Linked DNA regions of Mus musculus: region 1 is linked to region 2. Evidence: chromatin contacts called from public Micro-C data. All regions are on one chromosome and are shown on one strand. Each heading gives the region's core, a stretch centred on a gene start, on an enhancer-like site or on the middle of the called end of the contact. The rest is flanking DNA. Distances are from core to core; before and after follow the strand shown.

What was found. Hi-C and Micro-C count contacts between places; a contact is called where the count stands out from the background.
Region 1: a Micro-C map of the G1E-ER4 cell line shows a contact between it and region 2, with 5 times the contacts expected there. The contact joins the promoter of Gpd1l here to the promoter of Crtap in region 2. A contact is called at or near these places in 1 of 484 Hi-C or Micro-C datasets (the G1E-ER4 cell line), 2 of 115 datasets of contacts at active chromatin or transcription factors (memory CD8 T cells and pancreatic cancer cells) and 1 of 9 other capture datasets (adipose tissue).

The regions. Positions count from the first base shown.
Region 1 is chr9:114,932,315-114,935,918 of GRCm38.p6, forward strand. It overlaps Gpd1l (glycerol-3-phosphate dehydrogenase 1-like), which reads right to left and starts at 1,673. Exons shown (of 8, transcript NM_175380.5): 1 at 1,357-1,673. The coding sequence starts at 1,403.
Region 2 is chr9:114,388,698-114,392,189 of GRCm38.p6, forward strand. Crtap (cartilage associated protein) reads right to left here and starts at 2,015. Exons shown (of 7, transcript NM_019922.2): 1 at 1,435-2,015. The coding sequence starts at 1,902.

The DNA of each region.
Region 1 (3,604 bases), core at 423-2,922, 540 kb after region 2:
TCTGGCTGGGAGTGGAGTTGCTTCCTAGAAGCAAGGCCCCAGGGTCTGATCTACAACAGCACCAGAGTATTAACTTAGCAACAGAGTAGTTTTACGTAATTTGAGTGTGGGTGATGTAAGGAGTCTCCTCCACGACAGAGCATTCATTATTACTCAAGAGGTTCGATCTCCATAACCAAAGGGGGGGGGGGGGAGTGGGCTGGGCAATGTGGCCCTTGCATCGTCTTTAATAGCAGCAATCAAATCTGAGAGTAGATCGCTTGGTCTACCCAGCAACTATCAGGCCAGAGCTAAAGTAAAACCTGCCTCAAAGAAAAAAAATTTTTTTATTTAGTATATGCCAGGCACCAGGTAAAGGACTGAGGCCAACGCAAGGGTAGAGGCCAGCAATAGGAGGCCGGGGAGAGGCCACCGGTCCAGCCAGCTAAGGTTTCCTCCAAAAGTCCTTTCAGAGCCAAGTTTTCAAAGACCAGTCAGGTGGCTCCGACGACTCCAGAACAGTACCGCTTCTAGCAGCCTGAACTGTGGTGTGCGTCAGACCACAGGAAAACAGAAGGGGACAGAAGCCACGAGAATGGCCTTCAACTGTTCCACCCCTGGGCCGCGGGAAAAGTCTGGAACGCACCATACTCTGCCTCCTTCTCACGGAGACCCCCAACTTCTCCTGCGTTAAGGGCCACCAAGGTATGCAAACTACTGGAGGAGCTTCAAAGCCCTCTAAGCACCAAGCACTTTACAAGTTAAGTCAGAAAATACAGCCCAGTGGTGACGCGAAGCTCTGCAAACACCTTTCCCTGGGACCCTCACGTCCCGGTTGGGGGCTTGTTTTCTCTTCTCGGATACCACGTTAACATGATTGGGAACCACTCGCCAGAGGAAATGAGAACTGTCTCTTGAAGCCAGCACTGTCCCAGGTAGCAAGGACCCTTCTCACGCTCTGTGCCTCCGTTTCCCCAATCCCAAAACTGCAGTAAGGACAACTGAGCCTCTGCAAATTCCTCCACGGGGGTGATCGGCAGGGGAGAATAGAGAACGCCCTTGGGTTGTTTTGCCAAGTACCCGGGCGTGGCGAGCAGGTGGCCCTAACCGCAGGGTTACCAGTGCGCAAACAGGTGCCCGCGGGCGCGGTGCGCGCTACCACCCGGGCCACCTTGGCCCCGCACCTCGCGCTCTGGTTCCTCGGCGTGGCCTCTGTCCGTGCAGTGTCCAACCGGGACAGGCGGTCGCAGGCCCGCCTCTCTGCCTACCCGCGATGCCCTGGTGTCCACGCTGAAGCAGCGGGAGAGCAACCCTGGCCGGCCCGGAACCGGGGCTTCCTGGAGGCGGAGACCGCGCCGCCCACCCGCCTCTGCTCACCAGTTCCCCGAGCCCACGATGCACACTTTCAGAGGCGCCGCTGCCATGGCCAAGCCGGATCGCTGCTGCACAGCCTTCCTCTCAGGGCCAAGCCGGATCGCTGCTGCAAGTCGGATCGCTGCTGCAAGTCGGATCGCTGCAACACACACTGTGCCTCCCAGGCCGGCTGCTCACCTCCACAGGAACGGCCTAGTATAGGCGCTCCGGGCGACCCCGCCCCGCCCTCCTGTCCGCCAATGGCCACCGCCACCCTGCCTAGGCGCCTAGGGCCACAGCTGACAGCCCGGAGGACCCGCCCCACCACTCCCAGGAACCACTGCGCACGCCTGGTCCGGGTGGGTGGCCGGGTCAGCCTCCGGTGTCGCCCCACCCCTGCCCTAGGAATGTTGGGATGTGTAGTCCACCTCCCTGCGGGCTCCCTTTCAGTTCCAGGCGGGCCACGTGCAGGCCAATGTTATTGCGCAGACTGGAGCTCTGAGCTCCTGCTGCTGAGTGTCACTATCCTGGACAGAGCAAGCCCGACCCAACTTATACAAGTGTCACCTAATCGCAATTTGCGCAGGGACAACTATCACTTAAGGGTGGAGCCTAGACAGCCTAAGTAGTTGACTATGAATTCACCCAGATTTGGAGCCTGCGCCTGCTTTAACAACGGCTGTCAAATTCGTATAAACGGGACAAGTCCAGGCACCCCTGAATTTCCTAGCGAGCCTGGAGCTTTAAGTCTTCTGCCATTGATCTGGGAGTATCTACTCTACAAGGGTGGCGTCGTAGTTCAGTTGGTAGAGAACTAGATTGAACACAGGAAGTTCAAACACTAGCGCCTGGTGGCTCTGGCCTGTAATCACAGCACGTGGGAGACGGAGGGAGAATCTGGAGTCCCAGGTTATCCTTGGCCAAATAAAAATGGGAGGCCACCTTGTCGCAAACAAGTACCCTTGCATTTCAGGATGGAAAACTTGTCTACACAGGATCAAAGCAGAAACTTGAACTGTCCCCCTCATACGGTTACCCAAAGGGCATGCCCCTTTTCTCTCCCTGCCAGAGCTTCACAAAAAAGCCATCCAAACTGCTGTACTGCAATTGGGCACGCCGCGGCCGCGAAAAACAGAGATGGTGGAATGTGTTGTAATCTCAGCTTCAGGGAGGTAGAGACAGGACGATCGGCAGTTCAATGTCATCCTTAACTAGACAGTGAGTTTGAGGCTAACCTGGGTCACGTGAGCCCCTATCACAAAGCAAAAGCAAGAATGGAGAGTGCTAGCTCACTTAGCAAGGAAAGGTGTAACCCTAATGGAAGTCAGATCTCCAGGGCCCACGGAGGAAGGAGAGAATCGCACAGCCTCACAATAGTAAACAAACTTATTTTAATTAATTCATTTGTTGAGACAGAGTCTCACAGTGTAGCCCTGGATGGTCTAAAACATGCTAAAGACCAGGGTGGCCTCAAACTCACAAGAGGTCTGTCTGCCTCTCCCTCCCAAATGCTGGGATTAAAGGCAACTATCTGGATTAAATTAAATTCATTAAATTAATGTCTGGTTTAAAATAAATTTAATTTAAAAATAGAATAGGTTTATTTCTTGCACTCTAGAGGCAGAGGCAAATTAGTCTCTTTGAGTCAAGGCCAGCCTGGTCTACATAGCAAGTTCCAGGTCAGCCAAGGCCAAACAGTGGGATCATTTTAAAACACCAAGTCAAACTGTGTGTGGTGATAAATGCCTTTAATACCCAAATGGGCAGGTCTGTATGAATTGGAGGCCATCCTGATCTGTATAGTCTGGTTACACAGCGAGGCTCTGCTGCATAATGAGTTCCAGGCCTGCCTGGGGCGGGGGAGGGGAGCACAGGAGACCCCATCCCCCAGCTCCAGTGGTTGAGAAAGGAGCCCTTGGCAAGGTGGCCCTGCCTTGAGAAGGGAAGCTTTCTGGGGAGCCAGAGAGTGGACCCACAAATAACTGAAATAGAAAATTGGGCACAGAGGAGGGCTCTCCATTGGGTTCGGGGAGCCTCCTGAAAAACAGTGGAGGCCAGCACCACGTGGGCATCACTGGTGACACAAGTGACCATTTTCTGAGAGATGGAAAGGCTTGTCATGAAGAAAAGAAAGCACCATTTGGGCTAGCCTCAGTCCTGTACGGTGCTCACTTTGGTCCATTTCCTTCTGAGTTCAGGAGTGGGTGGGAGTTTAGCTGCCAGAAGGTATTGATATAAATAGACAGCGAAGTGAGTTTGGCTGTTGGGGCTC
Region 2 (3,492 bases), core at 765-3,264:
CTGTCCTCTGACCTTCACTCGTGCACACTGTGTGCCCACTTGTGCACACACATTGATTAAATTAATAAAAGCAAAAAAAAAATTTTTTTTTCTTAACCAGAAAAAGTAGAAATTGGGTTTTGAGAGTTCTCTCTCTGCCTCAGCCCCGTGAAGGCCCAACAAGCTGACACCCTTCTGTCCAGCAACTGGGAATTCAAACCTCCCAGAGCAAGGACTTAGAGGGCAGGGAGCTGCAATTTGTGGCTATTTTTAGCAAGCAATCACAGGCAGAATTTAAGCAGCCAAAGAGAAGAGGCAGTAAATGATCTGTCTTAAATTCTAGATGACAGAGGGAGACAGAGACAGAGAGAGGGAGCAGAGATGAACCTGGGATCTGCACACACTTCCCTGAGCAGAGGAGTTTGCCCCTCAAAGAGCAGGCCGCATTTACAAAGCCCTCCTTCCAGTTCCAAGTACTCTGCTGGGGCCCTGTGGCATATTTGCTACCTCAGCACAGGCTGCAAACAATTTTCACAGGAGCTGGGAGGGGTGGAGCATGCAGGAGGTATGCAGGCAGGAGGATAAAGAATTCACCATCAGCCTCCACTATATAGCAGTTCTGAAGCCAGCCCAGGTTACATGAGGAAAAAAAGAGAGAGTGAGAGAAAATAATTTTTATGCTCAAGATGAAGGAGGAAGGGCGGGATTTGGAGAGCTTTAGCAGAGCTCTGTGGCAGAACCTGGGTGAAGGGGACTGGAGCCATAGCTCAGTGGATAAGGGCACGTCCTGCCCTTGCAGAGGACCCAAAGTTCTCTCTGTTCCCTGTACTCAGGTTACACTGGGTGGCTCACAATCACCTCTAATTTCAGCTCCAAGGGATCTGCTGCCCTCTTCTGGCCTCCATAGGCATCCACACACGTATGACATGGTATACACACAGACACAGGCACACAGATTTCACACAGCACGCACGCACATAAAAATATAAATGAGAAAAAAAAAATCAAAGGATAAAGGAATGATGCTCGAGGTTGAGTGGCAGGGCTGAGCCTTGGGCTTGGTGGGGCTAGACCTAGAGAAGTGGCCCAAGGGAGGCCCAATATGGGATGCTGCTGGTGAGCGCTCACAAGGGAGGGTGGGGCAAGATTGGACCCTGTTCGGTAGGACAAATTTTGAGGGAGGGTGATTGTGCAGAGGGGGATGGTCCTGGACACAGGACAGGAGATGTGATTGGCGGGGCCTGGGTGGGCGAGGCTCAACTGGACTGCAGGCTTGCTGGGGGGATTGGGATAGGGCAGAAGTGGTTTGGGAGCTGGGGTCGGCTAGACCGGATCAGCCGGAAGGGGTTCTGTGGGCGGGGCTCGGGGGCGGCGACCTGGGCTCGACAGAGAGCGGCTCGGTAGAGTGGGCGGGGTTTGGCAGGGCGGGGTTCGGGGTGGGGCGAGTGCCCTTACCTTGAAGTAGGCGAACTGCAGAAACTTGTAGGGCTCGCGCTGCTGAAAGTCCGCCAGCACTGAGCGGCTGGGCTGCGACTGGCGGAAGGCGGGCAGGCCCTGCTTGCAGCGCTTGAGGCACTGCGCGCGGCGCAGCACGCTGCCGAAGAGGCGTAGTTCGGCGTGGCTGGCCGGGCCGGCGGGCGCGGGTGCTGGCGTGGCCGCGCTGCAGTTGCGGTGGCAGAAGGCCTCGCTGTCGCGCAGCAGACGGTGCAGCCGCAGGCTCACCTCCAGGTAGCCCACGCTCTCGGCCCAGTGCTCGCCGCTGTACTGGTCGAGCGCGTGGCGGTAGGCCGACTCGAGCGGCATCAGCTCGTCCCGCGGGAAGCTGCGGAAGCTGTAGCGCTCGTACTGCCCGCGCCCGGGGGTCGGCGCGCACCCGACACACAGCAGCACCAGCAACGCGGCCGTAGGGCTGCGGGGCCCCATCGCGCGTGGCCCACGAACCAGAGCCCCGAGCTGAGGACGCGCGACGCGGCAGGCCTAGGAAGGGAGGCGGGGAAGCGGGCCGTGGCCCGCCCCGTCCGGCAGACCTCCTCGCCGGGGGACCGAGATGGGCGTGCCTGGAGGAGGTGCTCAGCCTTTGCCTCTGAAAGGTGGAGGGGTAGGACCCAAGTGAATTCCAGGCCAGCCTGCGGTGCGTGGAACTCCCATCTTTGACAGGAAAGAAAGTTTATAATCACTTTAAGAATGTATGGGCCGCGCACGCCTAATTTCTGGTTCACCACATCCTGGTTGGGGTGCGTTTTAGTTTTCGACTCGGTCTCCTAGCTGTAGCCCAGATTAGCCTTAAACTCCCACTATAGTTCAAATTTATTTCAAATTTACATCGCTAAGCCTGCCATAAATAATAGGCTGCGGGTTTACAGGCTTCACACTTTGAATAGCAATGCTATTGACCTAAGGTTTTAGAGGATGTTGCATGGATAAAATTAGTAAGAATACCGGTGGCTCCTTGAATATCGTGTGACTTGTCTAGTTGAGGATATATTACGTCTTAGGATGCTGGAGGAATTTACCTGAGCTATATGATGAAGACAGCATTAAGAAAAAAATTCTGAGCTGGGCGTGGTGGCGCACGCCTTTAATCCCAGCACTCGGGAGGCAGAGGCAGGCGGATCTCTGAGTTCGAGGCCAGCCTGGTCTACAGAGTGAGTTCCAGGACAGCCAAGGCTACACAGAGAAACCCTGTCTTGAAAAAAAAAATTCTGTACACTTTGAAATAGTTTACAGCAAAGGTATAGGGATAGAATTCAAAACTATATATATATACATACATACATATACACATACCCTTTTGTAAAATATGTATGTATGTATGTATGTATATATATATATATATATATATATATATATATATATATATATATATACACACACATACATATACACATACCCTTTTGTAAAACTTAGAAGCTGACTGGCTCACCTTTGATCCCAGCACTTTTAGAAGGCAGAAGCAGTGAGTCTCTGAGTTCCGGAGCAGCCTAGGCTACACAATGAGACCTTGTCTAAAACAAACAAACAAAAACAGAAGGTATTTAGAACTTCCGAGATTAGCTGCTAAAGGCACTTGGTACCAAGCCTGATGACCTGAGTTCAATCTCAGGACACTTTGGGAAAACAGAATCGGCTCCTCCACGTCAATGTTTGACCTCCACACCCGTGCTGTGGTACCTGGGTGCGGTTCCCGGTCAGGAGGCCAGGAAAACCAGGTTCTTGGGGAGGTTCCTGTAAAGGATTTATTACAACAAGAATTCCTCATTCCTTTTCAATACTGTATTTACTGTGCTATTCAATAAATGGATGGGCGTTGGGATTAATATTAGATCATATGACTGTAAGATTAGAATTGGAGATATCAGAAATCTGAATAAGGGCTGGAGAGATGGCTCAGTGGTTAAGAGCACTGACTGCTCCTCCAGAGATCCTGAGTTCAATTCCCAGCAACCACATGGTGGCTCACAAACCATCCGTAACGAAATCTGATGCGCTCTTCTGGAGTATCTGAGGACAGCT